Regions from separate parts of the Sus scrofa genome. Here region 1 is linked to region 2. The links are chromatin contacts, called in public Hi-C maps. All regions are on one chromosome and are shown on one strand. Each heading gives the region's core, a stretch centred on a gene start, on an enhancer-like site or on the middle of the called end of the contact. The rest is flanking DNA. Distances are from core to core; before and after follow the strand shown. Region 1 overlaps ATP2B1 (ATPase plasma membrane Ca2+ transporting 1). Region 2 holds the start of LOC106507543 (collagen alpha-1(I) chain).

The links. A called contact is a pair of places that touch in the nucleus more often than the background predicts.
Region 1: a Hi-C map of skeletal muscle shows a contact between it and region 2, with 2.0 times the contacts expected there. The contact joins the enhancer-like site here to the promoter of LOC106507543 in region 2. A contact is called at or near these places in 6 of 47 Hi-C or Micro-C datasets (blood, liver, mesenteric adipose tissue and 1 more) and 2 of 2 datasets of contacts at active chromatin or transcription factors (alveolar macrophages and skeletal muscle).

What each region holds. Positions count from the first base shown.
Region 1 is chr5:92,995,329-93,002,198 of Sscrofa11.1, reverse strand. The region is part of intron 2 of ATP2B1 (ATPase plasma membrane Ca2+ transporting 1); the gene reads right to left. Among named protein-coding and RNA genes, the nearest start is that of ATP2B1, 62 kb to the right of the region's middle. Within about 2 kb of position 4,863, at least 20 of the 83 cell types and tissues checked have an H3K27ac peak or open chromatin away from gene starts, as enhancers often do. A contact at or near this core is called in alveolar macrophages, liver and skeletal muscle, where this site is marked.
Region 2 is chr5:92,935,410-92,942,220 of Sscrofa11.1, reverse strand. LOC106507543 (collagen alpha-1(I) chain) reads left to right here and starts at 4,441. Exons shown (of 4, transcript XM_021091263.1): 1 at 4,441-4,633; 2 at 4,992-5,135; 3 at 5,241-5,444; 4 at 5,500-6,811. The coding sequence starts at 4,441. It overlaps ATP2B1 (ATPase plasma membrane Ca2+ transporting 1), which reads right to left and starts at 5,694. Exons shown (of 21, transcript NM_214352.3): 1 at 5,518-5,694.

The sequences.
Region 1 (6,870 bases), core at 3,614-6,113, 60 kb before region 2:
GTACAGGTAAGAGATGGTGGTGGTTTGCCCCTGGGTCTCAGAAATGCAGGCAGTCACTGAATCTGCCAGGTGATCTTGCAAGGAGATATACAGAACTTGCTGAAGGACTGGATGTGGATGAAAAAAAAAGGGATCAAGAATGACACCGAGGAGTTTCCATTATGGCTCTCTGGGTTAAGAACCCAGCCAGTATCCATGAGGATTTGGGTTCGATCCCAGGCCCCACTCAGTGAGTGAAAGGATCTGAGTTGCTGCAAGCTGCGGACGATCTCGGAGGTGGCTCGGACCTGGCACTGCTGTGGCTGTGGCAGCGGCCAGCAGCTGCAGTTCCGATTCGATCCCTAGCCTGGGAAACTCCCTGTGACATGGCGCAGCCCTAAAAAGACGAAAAAAAGAATGACACCTAGACTCATTTTTGTTTGTGCATTTACATGGATGGATGACAGAGACACATACCAAGATAGAGCAGGCTTTGGGAACTCCAGAACTGGGTGGAAAAAGGCAGGCAGGAGCTAAGGGTTCTGCCTTACGGATTTAAGCATGAGATGCCCATTAAACAAACACGTGGTAATGTCTAGTAAACAGCTGGTTATCCATATTGAGATCTCAGGGAGAGATCGGATCCAGAGAGTCCTCAATATACAGACGATTCTGGAGCTGTGGACTTAACAAGAGCTCCTAAAAAGCTAAAGTAAGTGGACAAGAAGAAAGCAGGGCTGAGGCGAGAGCCTTGGAGCACTCCAACATGGGACGGGCGGCTAGGGTTCTTAGAACACCAAAAGCAACGGAGAAGAAGTGCTGACACACACACATACACACACGTTTGTGCAGTACTGCAGAGCTTTAAAAAGATGATGTGGCTGATTATAGCAAACGGTGTTACAAAGGTGGAGTAAAATGAAGACAGAAAATGGGCGCCTGGCTTTCGCTAGATGGAGGCCAGTGGTCTTGCTAAGGCACCTTTCAGAGCCGTATGCAAGAAAGTGTGATTGGAAAGGACTGGACAGAGAACGGGCACGAGTTAAGTGGAAACCATGAGTAGAGATAACTTCTTCCAGGAGTGTGATGCACGGTAGAGAAATAAAGCAGCAAAAGTGAAAAATGAAGCAGGAAAAAGATGACTTAAAATGTGGGGGGCACCCCTTGCTGTACAGTGGGAAAATAAAAAAAAAAATGTGGGGGGTCTTGGGAGTTCCCCTTGTGACTCAGCAGTAGCAAACGCAACTAATATCCACGAGGATGCGGGTTCCATCCCTGTCCTGGCTCGGTGGGTCGGGGATCTGGTGCCGGGAACTGCAGGTGGAGGTCGCAAATGCGGCTTGGATCCTGTGCTGCTGTGGTGTAGGCCAGCAGCTCTGATTAGATCCTTACCCTGGGAATTCCAAACGCCGTGGGTATGGCACGAAAAAGATTTTTTAAAAGACGTATGACAGATATTAAGGCAAATTATTTAGCGATGGCAATGATCAACTAGAAAGGACCATAATGCTGATACCGGAGACACAGGCTAATTAACCCAGAGCAAAGCCAGAGGAAACGAAATCCAGGGCGTGAGTGTAGGAAGCGGCTTCCACTGCGAGGAGGGAGAAAGCAAAGTCTAGACCGAAGAGAAAGGTAAGCTGCTGGACCTGGTAATGAGACTACACGGCCCTAGTTTTAAAAAGAGAGGATATGTGGTATCTAATCATTATGAATAGCTAATGAATAAATATAATGAGAAACCTTCTGCCTAGTCCTGCGGGCTCACTTGGCTGTAGTGCAGTAGCAGTGAGGCCAAGGGCATGTGTGGCATTGATCTCTTTGTGGCCCAGTTAGCCTCCCAAAAATAAAACATTCAAAAACCATCAAAAGCGGCCTCAGAACATCTGCTTTTAGGGTCTGGATCCACCATTCTATAAATAGATGAGTGGTTCAAGAGAATTGTCTTTACATTTGAAAGGGACACATCATGGGGTAAAATGCAAATTCTACCCATAGCTTGATGTTTCACCAAAAAACGTAGCACTCCAACTGCTGGGGCTAATAAAATCATGTCTTAATTTAGGAAATCAAGAGGGGAGAGCACCAGATTAGAGAAGCACGCAGTTTAAGTGAAAATCTTGGCTGCCGCACAGCACATCCTAGAGTCTTACCAACTTCTGTACTTGCAATGTCAGTCTCGGGGCGGGGGGGGCAGTGCTGGTGGGAGCAGCAAGCCTGAGTTCTTTGAGTAGGGGCCACAGGAAAACATGCACAGCAAGAAAGTACGTGAAAATGTGTGTTTGTGTGCATTCTTCTTGAAAAACAGACTAACACTCTGATCCGATGCTCAATTTCAAAACAGGACGTGACTCCCTCCCAAATGTAAGAGTCACTGTCTAAAGTCAAACCTAGGCCTTCGCCCCTGAATGCCAACCAGGGGCCGCATATGGTGACAGGCATAAGCATACAAAGGGAAATGAGTCAGAGAGGATGCCCTTCTCTGGCACCTGCCTTCAAGGAACTCATTTGGTGGGGCAGACTGACACGTCATCAGCGGGTCACAACCCAGCGTGTTGGGTGTAATGGTGGGTGGTGAGCATGTCCATGGAAGTCAACAAAGGGAGCGAGAATCCACATTTAGGGAGCTGGGGCGGGTAAGGGACTCCTAAGACAGCAAACTTGAGATCTCAGGAACGAGCAAGAGATCAAGTCCCAGGAAGGGTGAGGCAGAGTGTTTTGGGTGAGAGATCAGTTTGTAGCAGGATCAGAAACAAGAGTGAGCGTGGCACAAAAGTAGTTAGGAAAACTGAAAATTTAGCTATGCCTCAAAACACTGAGCAGGAGAGTTGGAAAGAAGAGATGAGAGAGGTAAGCATGAGCCAGACCCCGAAGAGATGTGCTCACCTGGTGAGAAGTCCAGAGTTCCGTCTAAGGGCCGTGCGAAACCACGGCCGCCTCTAAGCAGGAGAGTGACAGACAGAGTGAAGGGAGACAGGAAAAGACACCAGTTAGTATGCTGTTACCTGAATTATGCAAGAGAAAGACAGTGACCTCAACCAGGGTGGTGGGGAGGCAGAGAAGCAGATACCCTTGAGTTCAGAGACAGGCGTTAGAATTTCCATGTCGTATGGACCCAGGGCGTGAGAATAGGCCAAAGATTCCTATCAGAGTCAAGACCACCTACCAAGGTGAAAGACAGGGCCCCTGGAAGAGGGAAAAGGAAAGGATGCTTTGGAGAGGCTGAGAAAATGAAGTTGTCTAAAAGCCACTGAGCTTTCAGGCCCCAAACCTGGGAGAAAAGCCTGGACTGGAGCCACAGATGTCAGAGTCAGATGTGAGGTCTCAGAAGCGGAGGCATCACCCAGGGAGAAGGCGGAGATGAAGAGAAAGGAACCCAGGGCCTGCCGACGTCTAAAGGAAAGCACGGGAGGCTGATGAAAATGGTCAGACAGGAGGAGAGCAGACCCTCAGAGTGTGACGTCATGAAAGCAGAAGAGAATGCTTTGAGACGGAAATATGTCTTTCGAACTCAGAACACCGAACTTGAAAAAAACTAAAGCCATGCTACTGCAGGCTAGATCAAATACCACTTTAAAAGATCATACACATGCTAGAAAGTTTGAAAAGTAGTATTACAATTATTTTCAAAAAATTCATAAGCAGTGAAAACTGGTGACCTGAGCAGGTATTAAATTAAATGTATAATTCTCTATTATAGCAGGAGAAAACTTTCTAGAACAAGGTCACACAGGATCATCAACAAAAAACCCTCATTAGGAACTGTTTATAAGTATTAAAAAATACATGGCTGGCACACTCCGGCCAAGAAAATCCTGGTCAAATGCCTGAAAAGGCTGTGCCAACCTGTGTGGCCAGACACATACGTCCGGGCATTACAGTGTTCTTGCACTGTGATGATTTATGAGTCAATAATGATTTATCCTGGGCAAAAGGCCCATTTCTTTAGAGTTAAGCATGTATTTCCATGTGTGACTGTCAGTCTAATGATATTACCCCATGAAGACATGGCCAAAGCACACCATTACCAACAGCCTTACTACCAGCAAGTGCAAATATAAACTCCCATCTGAAACCTTTTGGAAACATTCGTCAGCCAGGGACAACTGCTGTTGACTCTACCCTGCTTCCTACCACAGGCGACTTCTGTTTCTCTCCTACCACTGTTTCCTTACTTCCTTTTGGTTCCCCTTTTCTACCTAATTTTAACAACTAGCACTTAAATAGCCTAGTGTCTCATTCGTTTCCAGGCCCTTTACAAATCCACTGAAGTTACACCTCTAACAGATACCACTCAGGACACCTGTCTTTAGTGTTTATGCTTAATACAGTTCCACGACTAAGAGGCATGATACGAGGGCTAGAGATCTGCATTCTTAGTCAGCATCCAATAGAAAATACAATACAGATAGCATGGGAACATATTAAGATGGAAAAGATAATGAAGAGCGAGTATAAAAAGAAAAAGATCAAAAAATATAGTTTAGAACAGAAATAAGAAAGTTAATTAGAAAACCATACAGAAGAAAATCTGTGATGGCCATTTTACATAGTGAGGCTATCATAAGGTTATTTTGGCATAAAAGTACATTCTTGGATTCTGAGGCCTATTCTGTTTGCTCTCTGATAAAACGAAACATATGAAGCAACAAGTCGCCATTCCAGCCAACCCTGCAGTGTATAGTTCTGATTCTTTTAAGAGTAAAGGTAATTAATCAGAACCACTAGAAACCTTTTCATATGAAAATCCCATTTGGTTCAAAACACCTCCTGTTGATCAGTACATGTACGGAATGCTTCAAATCAAGGTAAAGGACTAGTGTGCTAGAAAACAAGCAAGAAATTAGAAGGCCAAATGAGGAAACACAAATACAACTTCCTGAGTAGGGCATATTTTAAAGACTGGCTGCTAAACGGAAACTGAAACACCCATTCCCCCTGCCCCCCTCTCCCCCCGTGTGATTCCTGCCATCACAAAAACACTACTGCAAAGAGAGAACATAGGAACTTCTTTCTCAATATCTCAACTCTTTTGCAAGCTGAGTGAGATGAATTTTTGTAACAGGCAATGCATGACAGTAGTTAAAAAGCACGTTCTCTGTAGCTGGAATGTCTAGGTTTGAATCCCTGCTCTGGGCTTATAAGCTGTGAGATGTTGGGTAAATCACTTAACCTTTCTGCGCTGTGGGTTCTTTGGCTGTGAAAATAGGATGAGGCTGTTGTGAGGATAAAATAAGTTAACATCTGTCTGTGTTAATTACTGATCTCTAATCAGTGTTACTTAGCATTTTTGTTGTTGTTCTTAAGAAACACCTTGAATTGTTCCTCCAGACTTGAGAGCAATTTAATCCCACCACCCTAATACCTCGGATTTCCCTTGAGAGCAATCTAATCCCACCACCCCAATACCTGGGATTTCCCTTGAGAGCAATCTAATCCCACCACCCCAATACCTCGGATTTCCCTTTCCCACTCATTTCTCTCATAGGCATGTATCACTAACACATCTCATTTAACGTGTCCTGTGAACTTGTCTCCCCCATGTGAAAACACGGCAGGCAGTTTTGTTTCTTTCATAGATGTATATGCTCAGAGCCTAGGAAAGTGCCAGTTAGGAGACAGTATCTCAGCAATTCTAGAACACACATATTCTTAGCCTTTTTTTTTTTTTCTTTTCTAGGGCCTCACCCTTAACGTATGGAGGTTCCCAGGCTGGGGGTCAAATCAGACCTGCAGCCACGGGCCTACACCACAGCCACAGCAATGCAGGATCCGAGCCATGTCTGAGATCTACACCACAGCTCCCGGCAACGCCGGATCCTTAACCCACTGAGCGAGGCCCAGGATCAAACCTGCATCCTCCTGGATAATAGTTGGGTTCGTTAACCACTGAGCCACAACGGGAACACCTTCTCTGTAACTGGGATGTAACTTAACTACATACTTAAAATCACCCAAAATTACAACTGCCAACACTAATTATTTTTTAAGGATGTATATAAAATATATGATAATTAACAACCTAAATCTGATGAAAGATTGTCTATGTCAAAGAATGAAATAATGAAGGAAGGAAATAAAGGGTCAGATAAACTTCAGTTTTATCTAACTAAAATTCAGGTACTTTGAAAAATCACTTTTATCTCACTTGCCAGACTATTAGCAGGTTGTACTAACAAAAGGCTCCTTATCATCTAGATCCTTTTATTTGGGCATGCCAACTCCTGGCCGACTACTCCCAGTGAGGAGTCAATTGTTATAATTTGCCTAGTTACCGTTAGCTTTCTGAGTGAATTATTTCTATATTAAACCAGAACTATTTCTTTGGAAATGACATTCCTGTGATGGTCACCGCTGTTTTATTTATTCTTATAAGAATTATAAACACAGAAAAAAGCTTTTAATATTTTTTCACGTTCTTTAGAAGAATAATTCAAAATGACAAACTACATATGAACAGGAAAGACAAGAGTTTGTACAAATTTTGACAGAGGGAGTTCCCGTCGTGGTGCAGTGGAAACGAATCCGTCTAGGAACCATGAGGTTGTGGGTTTGATCCCTGGCCTTGCTCAGTGGGTGAAGGATCCAGTGTGGCTGTGAGCTGTGGTGTAGGTTGCAGATGCGGCTCAGATCCTGCGTTGCTGTGGCTGTGGTGTAGGCCGGCGGCTACAGCTCGGATTTGACCCCTACCCTGGGAACCTCCACATGCCACAGGTGTGTCTCTTTAAAAAAAAAAAAAAGCAAAAAAAGAAAAATTTTGACAGAAAGTAAATTTACAATACTAGGAAGAAGATGAGCAAGAAGCTTCTAATCAAAGAGGGGGAGATGGCATACACTTGTAACACAAAGCAGCAATGTTACACATATAATTTTAAGTGTTAGGTGATTATT
Region 2 (6,811 bases), core at 3,192-5,691:
AACAACTGCATTTTATATCTGGTCTTAAATAGAAAGTAATCCTTATGGGGTAAACAGTATTAGATTAAATGATTAAAAAAGTCATATCCAGTTACATCAAACAGACCTTAAAGTAGATTGCTGAACTATATAAACTTATAATATTTAATTAAAATAGCAGTAACTTCTGTTTTCATGCACAGAATGGTAAATTACCAATTACTAATATTCCTGAAAGTTCATTAAAAACTAACTAGCTGTTTCGGGAGGAATAGCTACTTGTTAACTGAAATTAACAAGGACCACCACTTATCCACCAATTTGTCCCAGTTGAAAGGAACATCCAAAGTCTTTCCTTCTGACAAGAAATAAGAACTAGACTAAAGCGTATGAAACTATACAGAACTCTACTGGACAGTATGCATTTCTTTTACATAAATAAGCACCTATGTTCAAGTCATTTGGAAATGGCAGACAATGGGGCATGAAAACAAAAACAAATGAACATTCTCCAACCAGGACTTTACAGTGCTTAATAAGTAACTTAATAACCCTAGATGGATCTTCTGAAAGAAGACAGCGCACACAGATAACAGAAAAATTTTCAATTTACCAGTTTTACAACCGTCACAAAAACCACCAAGTCCACAAATCAAACTTGGATACAAGAGTCAAAACTACTTGAAAGCACTATGTTCAAAGTCAAATAAATCAGTAACGTCCTTCTAATTTATAAAGGCAACTCTACTCTGTAAGGTAATTTTAACCTAGATATAACTTCAACATCAGTGTTTCTCAATATGCTGACTCTGGGCCCCACCCAAATCTGCTGAATCAGATTTGCAAGGGCAATGCCAGGGAATCTGCACTTTCAGTAACTCCCCCAGGTGATCCTCCTGCACACATTCTGGACAATCACCAACTTCTTTGTGAAATTTATAACAAGGGTTTTGGATTTCAAGAACTGAAATCTCCTCGTTTTGGATCTTTTAAGACTAAATTTCATCACATACCGAATTAATATTTCAAAAAGATTTAGGAAACAAATACGCTGTGGCAGAAAAAAAGGGAATATGGAAAAAAAAATTACAGAAGTTAAAAGAAATATTTAGCATACGCACCTTATTTTTAACTCAAGATTTAAGACACCTCTCACCATTTCAAAAGACCAACAGGTCTTTGAAAACAAAATTCCTAACTTTTAAAAATAATCCAATCCACAATATTAGAAATATAATATTTCAAATATGTTCAAATTCATTTACTCAGCTGTTAATCAAATCAGGGAATGAACTGCTTTCATTATACCAAATATAAGCAACAATTAAATGTATAAAGTTAAAACCAAACAAATATGTTTATATTTCACTATAAAATTTACTCGTCATAAAATGATTTTCAAAAACTTGTGCAACTTTCACAAACTTATATAAACATATATAATGGAAAGAGCAATGAAGCAAAAACCAGAAGCCACCTAGAGTCCATTTCTGGCTAATCTGGCTGTTAGCTATATTTCCTTAGGGCCCAGACAAATCATTTTATCTACCTTAAAAAAAAAAAAGAAAGAAAAAGAAAGAAAGGTACAATCTACCTTACTCATTTATTTCACAGGTTTTCTGTAAGAACTGAATGAGATATAATACATTTTGAAATATTATAAAGCATTTTATATATCAAAATCATTATCATTAAGAATAATATTTGAGAGATACTGTCTTTAGATGCCTGCCTTAAAACAGAGTATTACAGAAATGATGAATATAAAAATTGACCTTTCGGATTCAATTAGATGTTGGACATGACTGTATAAATCCTATAAATTATAAACATAAAAAATAATATCATTCAGTTGTCTTATGTCCCCATTTATAACAGACCTATTGCTTACATAAAAACTGAAATGAAATTAGATGTGCCATGAATTGATAACTGTCAAAAGTGGTCAGTAAATACATTATTCTTTCTATTTCCACATGGTGGACAATTTCCACAATAAAAATTTTTAACAACGTATATGTGTGTGTGTAAATTATCGGTAAAAGCTAAAAAATAAATCTTTTTAAGCTCTTTTTGAAAATTATTCCCGTAACTATGGCATCCTTTTCCTTCAATGTTACCTCAGATTCTACATATTTCAAAATAAGCTACTTTCACCATAACCTTCCATATATCACGACACCTGTTAGAAAATAACTATTCCCCTCCACTGGGCAAGTAAATACTCTTACCCAAGCTGCAAAAACTTAATTTTTAAACTTCTGCTTCCTGATCCTTATTTCATGACTTTTGTTCTCATTCATGACAAAATTCCAGAATTAAAAAGTGAAAATAATGTTTCAACTGCATTATGTGTAAAAACATAAGGAAAAAAGGGCGCAAACACACTTTTTTGTTAGTACTGCAAAAGACCACCAACGGTTGTAATTGGCCATTCCTCTTAAAACTTGCTGACCTATATACAACTCAATTCACGTGGTAAGAGAATGCTGAATCCAAAAGGAAATTGGCAAATATAGTCCCCAAATCAAGGATTCTATCCAGGTACGCGTAACAACATATAATCACTCTGCATACATCAACCTAATTACTCAAGATGTCCTTTAACCTGGGGCCATATTCCACAGACTGAAAAGCAAAAACTACCTTTAAACTCAAGCAGATTTTTTAACTTAAAACTATCTATAGCTCAACAGCTTATGCTTTACAGTAGTCTATGAAGAAACTGCAAATGTTGAATTAAAAATTAAATGCAGATAGAAATGATACCACCTCTGCTGTGTAATTTCAACTGTAATTGGTAATATCCATACATTAATGCATTCATTACTTGAAAGGTAAATCTTTTTCCTTTATGTCACATCTGCAGTCATAATCATTAAAAATTATCCTGTGTCTAAAGAGACAATCCTTAAATTTTTGATTTGTGAGCGAGGGGAACACAAGGGAGCAAGTGGGCAGGGAAGGAAGAAATCTCACCCATTCAGCTGTCACTACAGCATCTGTTTTCTAAGCATTAAAAACTCTGTTTATTTTTATATGAGATATTTTGAGAAAAGCCATACACAGAAACCACTTTTTCCAATACGGTCTTCAATAACTGGGTATAAGTACTCCTGCTGAAAGTCTTCGTTTGTATTATTTAAAAACAAGTAATTGTAAAACTCTAGTCAAACCATAAATGGCAAGATGTTGGGAGATGAAAAACAAAAAAGGAATTACTATACCTTATTCAAACAAAGTTCATAATTTTGCATGTTTACTTTAGAATCTGTTAATAGCACAGAAGCTAAAAAAAATTTATAAAACTACTATCATGCTGGTGGATATCCTTATTTGGAGGCAATGGCTAGTTTTAAACATCTATTTATGATAAAGCTATTACTTTCCTTATTTTCCTAGGTAGATACCTTAGATCACTGCCCCTATTATTTTATCATAAGCACAAATCAAATCTAGTTTCTCATCTCATCTCAGAAGTCTACATTAAATTTCAAGCTTCAAATTAAAAAAACAATTTCCCACACAATTGCAGAACCCCCCCCCCATAAAAGAGTGAGGAATTACAGAATACAGAAAAAAGAAGACAATTCACCTTACACATCTAAATGGGGATGCCAGGAACGACACCAACTGGAACAAAAATCAAGAAGGCATCCTTTGAATGTTCATCATTTTAATAAAAGAAAATGCCGAAATTTTAAATTAAAGGTGGCGCTCTGTCCTCAACTCACCCGATTGTGACTCACTTTTGCAGACTATATGGTAGGAAATAACAGTTACTTTTCAAAGATCATTGCAGTTACACCGAAGCCAAAATCAGGACAGAGATCCACCCTTAATTACAGCAATTTAACTGTCTCATGCAAAGCAAGGTAGAAACTAAGACGCCCCCCTGAAATGGCTAAATAAGCCCATTTCATACACTAGTTCTCAAAGGATCCCTTTAAGGACAGTGTGTCTATTTGCTTCAAATCTGAACTCACCAGGACAAAAAAGAAAAAGGGGGGGGGGACCAAATGAACTGCTCAAGTACAAAAAGCAGATTCTCCTCCAATCCCTCTAATTCCCCCAATCCGCCTCCGCCACACACAAGGACAGGGAGTCTGGGGAAAGCTGGCAGCAGGGCAAGCGGTTGAAGGCCCTTCATTCACTCACATGGGCCACTATCCAAAGGGTTACACACCCTCTGCCCAAGGAGAGCCTCATACAAAGCAGATCCTTACAAGTACTTCTTATTATAAAATACACCCACGCTGAACGAGAGATTTTAAAATAAGGCTGTCCTCAGGTGGGGGAGGTTAAACACAACAAAGGCTTCCATGTTGAAAGGCAGAGTCCCGATATATGCATATACCTACACGCGTATGAAGAAAAATCCATATAACTAATTTATCATGAACAGCAATCGATACCAACAGGAGCCATTAGATTATTAATAAACCGAGAAAAGTAGCATGCATGGCAGCCAAAGGTGCCTGGCTGCTGAGCTCTAAACCCAGGAAAGGTAAAATTATGCCTGCCGAGGCGAGGATCGAGCCCTCCGCAGATTTAAAGACCCCCTCTGAACCTCTTGCCCTCCCCTCCGCGCCAGGCACCGCTGCACCGCACAGGGTTCGAGCCCTCCCTGCGCTGCGAGTCCTGCAGAAAACTGGTGAATGAAATGCGCACAGAAACCAGCCTGGCCAGTGACCGCTGCACAGAACCAGGGGTCGCTAACTAGCTCAGCCACAGGATTCTCCTGCAGGATGGAATAAAGGGAGCACCCCCCAGCACCACCACCTCTGCAACTGGAATGCGGTTCTTTCTTACAGACCCTTCCAAAAAGGGGGTGGAGAACGCAGGATTTTTTTCTTCTTCCTTTCTTTCTTTTAAAACTAAGTCTAAAAACGCGAATCGGAAGCAACCGTAAATATCCTGGGGAGCCAGACGAGAGACACCGGGAGAAAGGCGAGGCGGTTCTCCAACCCCCGGGGAATCACCGTCCTGTGCGACACGCATCAATCAACTAGCCCCCGCCGGGGGCCAACGCCGGCCCCGCTCTCCGCCCGCGGAGCGCCAGCGGGGCCGAAGTCGGGGATTTAGAGGGGTGACCCTCCCCGGGCGCGGGGAAAGACTGCCGGGCACCGCTGCCCTCAAGGTCACCAGGCGCCGAGGCAGGGGCGGCCGGCCGCAGGATGGGCTATGGCGCGGCCGAGGCGGCTAGGAGAAGTCGAAGAGCTGAGGGTGTAGACGCGGAGTACCACCCAGCCGGTCCCTAGGGCCCTGGGCGGGGACTCCCGGCCGGACCCCGCGCCACGGCTCACGCCGAGAAACCCGCTCACCTTTACGATCTCTCTGGGCGGGCGCGGTGCTCCCACCTGCGAAGGGGCCCCCCGCACGCCCCGCCAACTTCGCTCCAGAATCCGCGCAGTCCGCGGAACACCCACTTGTCAGGACCCCCGCCGCGACGCCCCGACCTCCGCGTTCCGCCCGGCCTCCCCCGCAGGTGACCTGCCCCGCCGCCCCCGCCGCGAGCAGGCGGCGGCCGCCACTCACCTCGCCCGGCAGCAGGAACCATTTTCCGAGGGGGAAAGGAAGGGGAGGCTGCGAGAGGGTCGGGGGAAGGGGACGGTGAGGACGGCGGCCAACGCAGAGAACCGGGACTCGGCCGGTGCGCAGGCGGCTCGCAGGACTCCGGGCGCCACGCGGAGGTTCGGCTGCACCTCGAGGATGAAGCGGCCGTGGAGCCACAAGCTCGGCGTCCACCAGCCGGGGCTCCCTACTCACGCTGCACTGCGAGGAGGCGGCGGCGGCGGCGGAGGAGGCGGCGCCCGGCCCGGCCCCCGCCCAGAGCCCGGCAGCAGCCGAGTGGCCGCCCGCGTCCCCGCAGGACCCGCCTCCTGGGCTCCGCAGAGCCGCACACAGGGCGCGCCGCGCTCAGCACGGGCAGTTCTGCCGGCCTCACGCCGCCGTCCGCAACGGCGGCCGCGGGCAGGGTGCAGCCCCCTCTGGGAGCCCGGCAGTCCGCCCTGCACGAGGCGGGGCCCGCGGCCCCCGGGGAGTGGACGGCCGAGCACGAGGGGGCTGCGAGAAGCTTCAGGCAGGGGCCCCGTCTGCACCGGGTGGCGCGAAAGATTGCCGGGGGCGCAGGGGAAGGAGAACTCTCACCCGTTCCGGTCCGGCGCTCCCTTCTCTCCACACCCTCTCGCCTCCAGCTCCACGCTGGCGGCACAGCTGCTGCCACTGCCGCCGCCGCCGCCGCCGCCAAAGCTAGCGCCGCCGCCGCCGCCGCCGCCGCAGCCCTGGCTAGGCGCGGTCACGTGACGCGGCCCGCGGGGAGCCTGGGGGCGGGCAGACGCGCGCGCGGGAGGAAGCGCGGCTCGAACGGGGACTGGGAACCCGGCGACGCGGAGAGGGCGTTTAAGGGGAGGACCCGGCGAGCTCGCTCCCGGCAGGCGAGCGCGTACGCGGCAACTAGAGCTTGCCGCGCGGTGGCGAAAGGGTGTGAGGGGCGGGGGACTCGCGCCTCCGCGCGCCCCTCCCGCTCTTCCTTCGCCCGGCGCCTCGGCCGGCCGCTTCCCCCGCCCCCTCCTGTTCGCCTCTTTCCTCCAGCCGCTGCCGGCGATTGGCTGAGAGGCTCTGACGTCCGTGTTTCCATGACGTATCGGGGCAGGGGGGCGGAGGGGGAGGAGGGGGTGGATCGGGCGCGCCGGGCAGTGACTTCGTCAGGCACAGCTGCAGTTTCAGCGCGGGTCGCGGCGTCGCCCGCGGCTCCCGACGCCGAGAGCGATGACTGCCGCAGGCGGACTCCGGCGCCTTCACCTGGAGCCGAGCCCGAGCCACCCCCAGC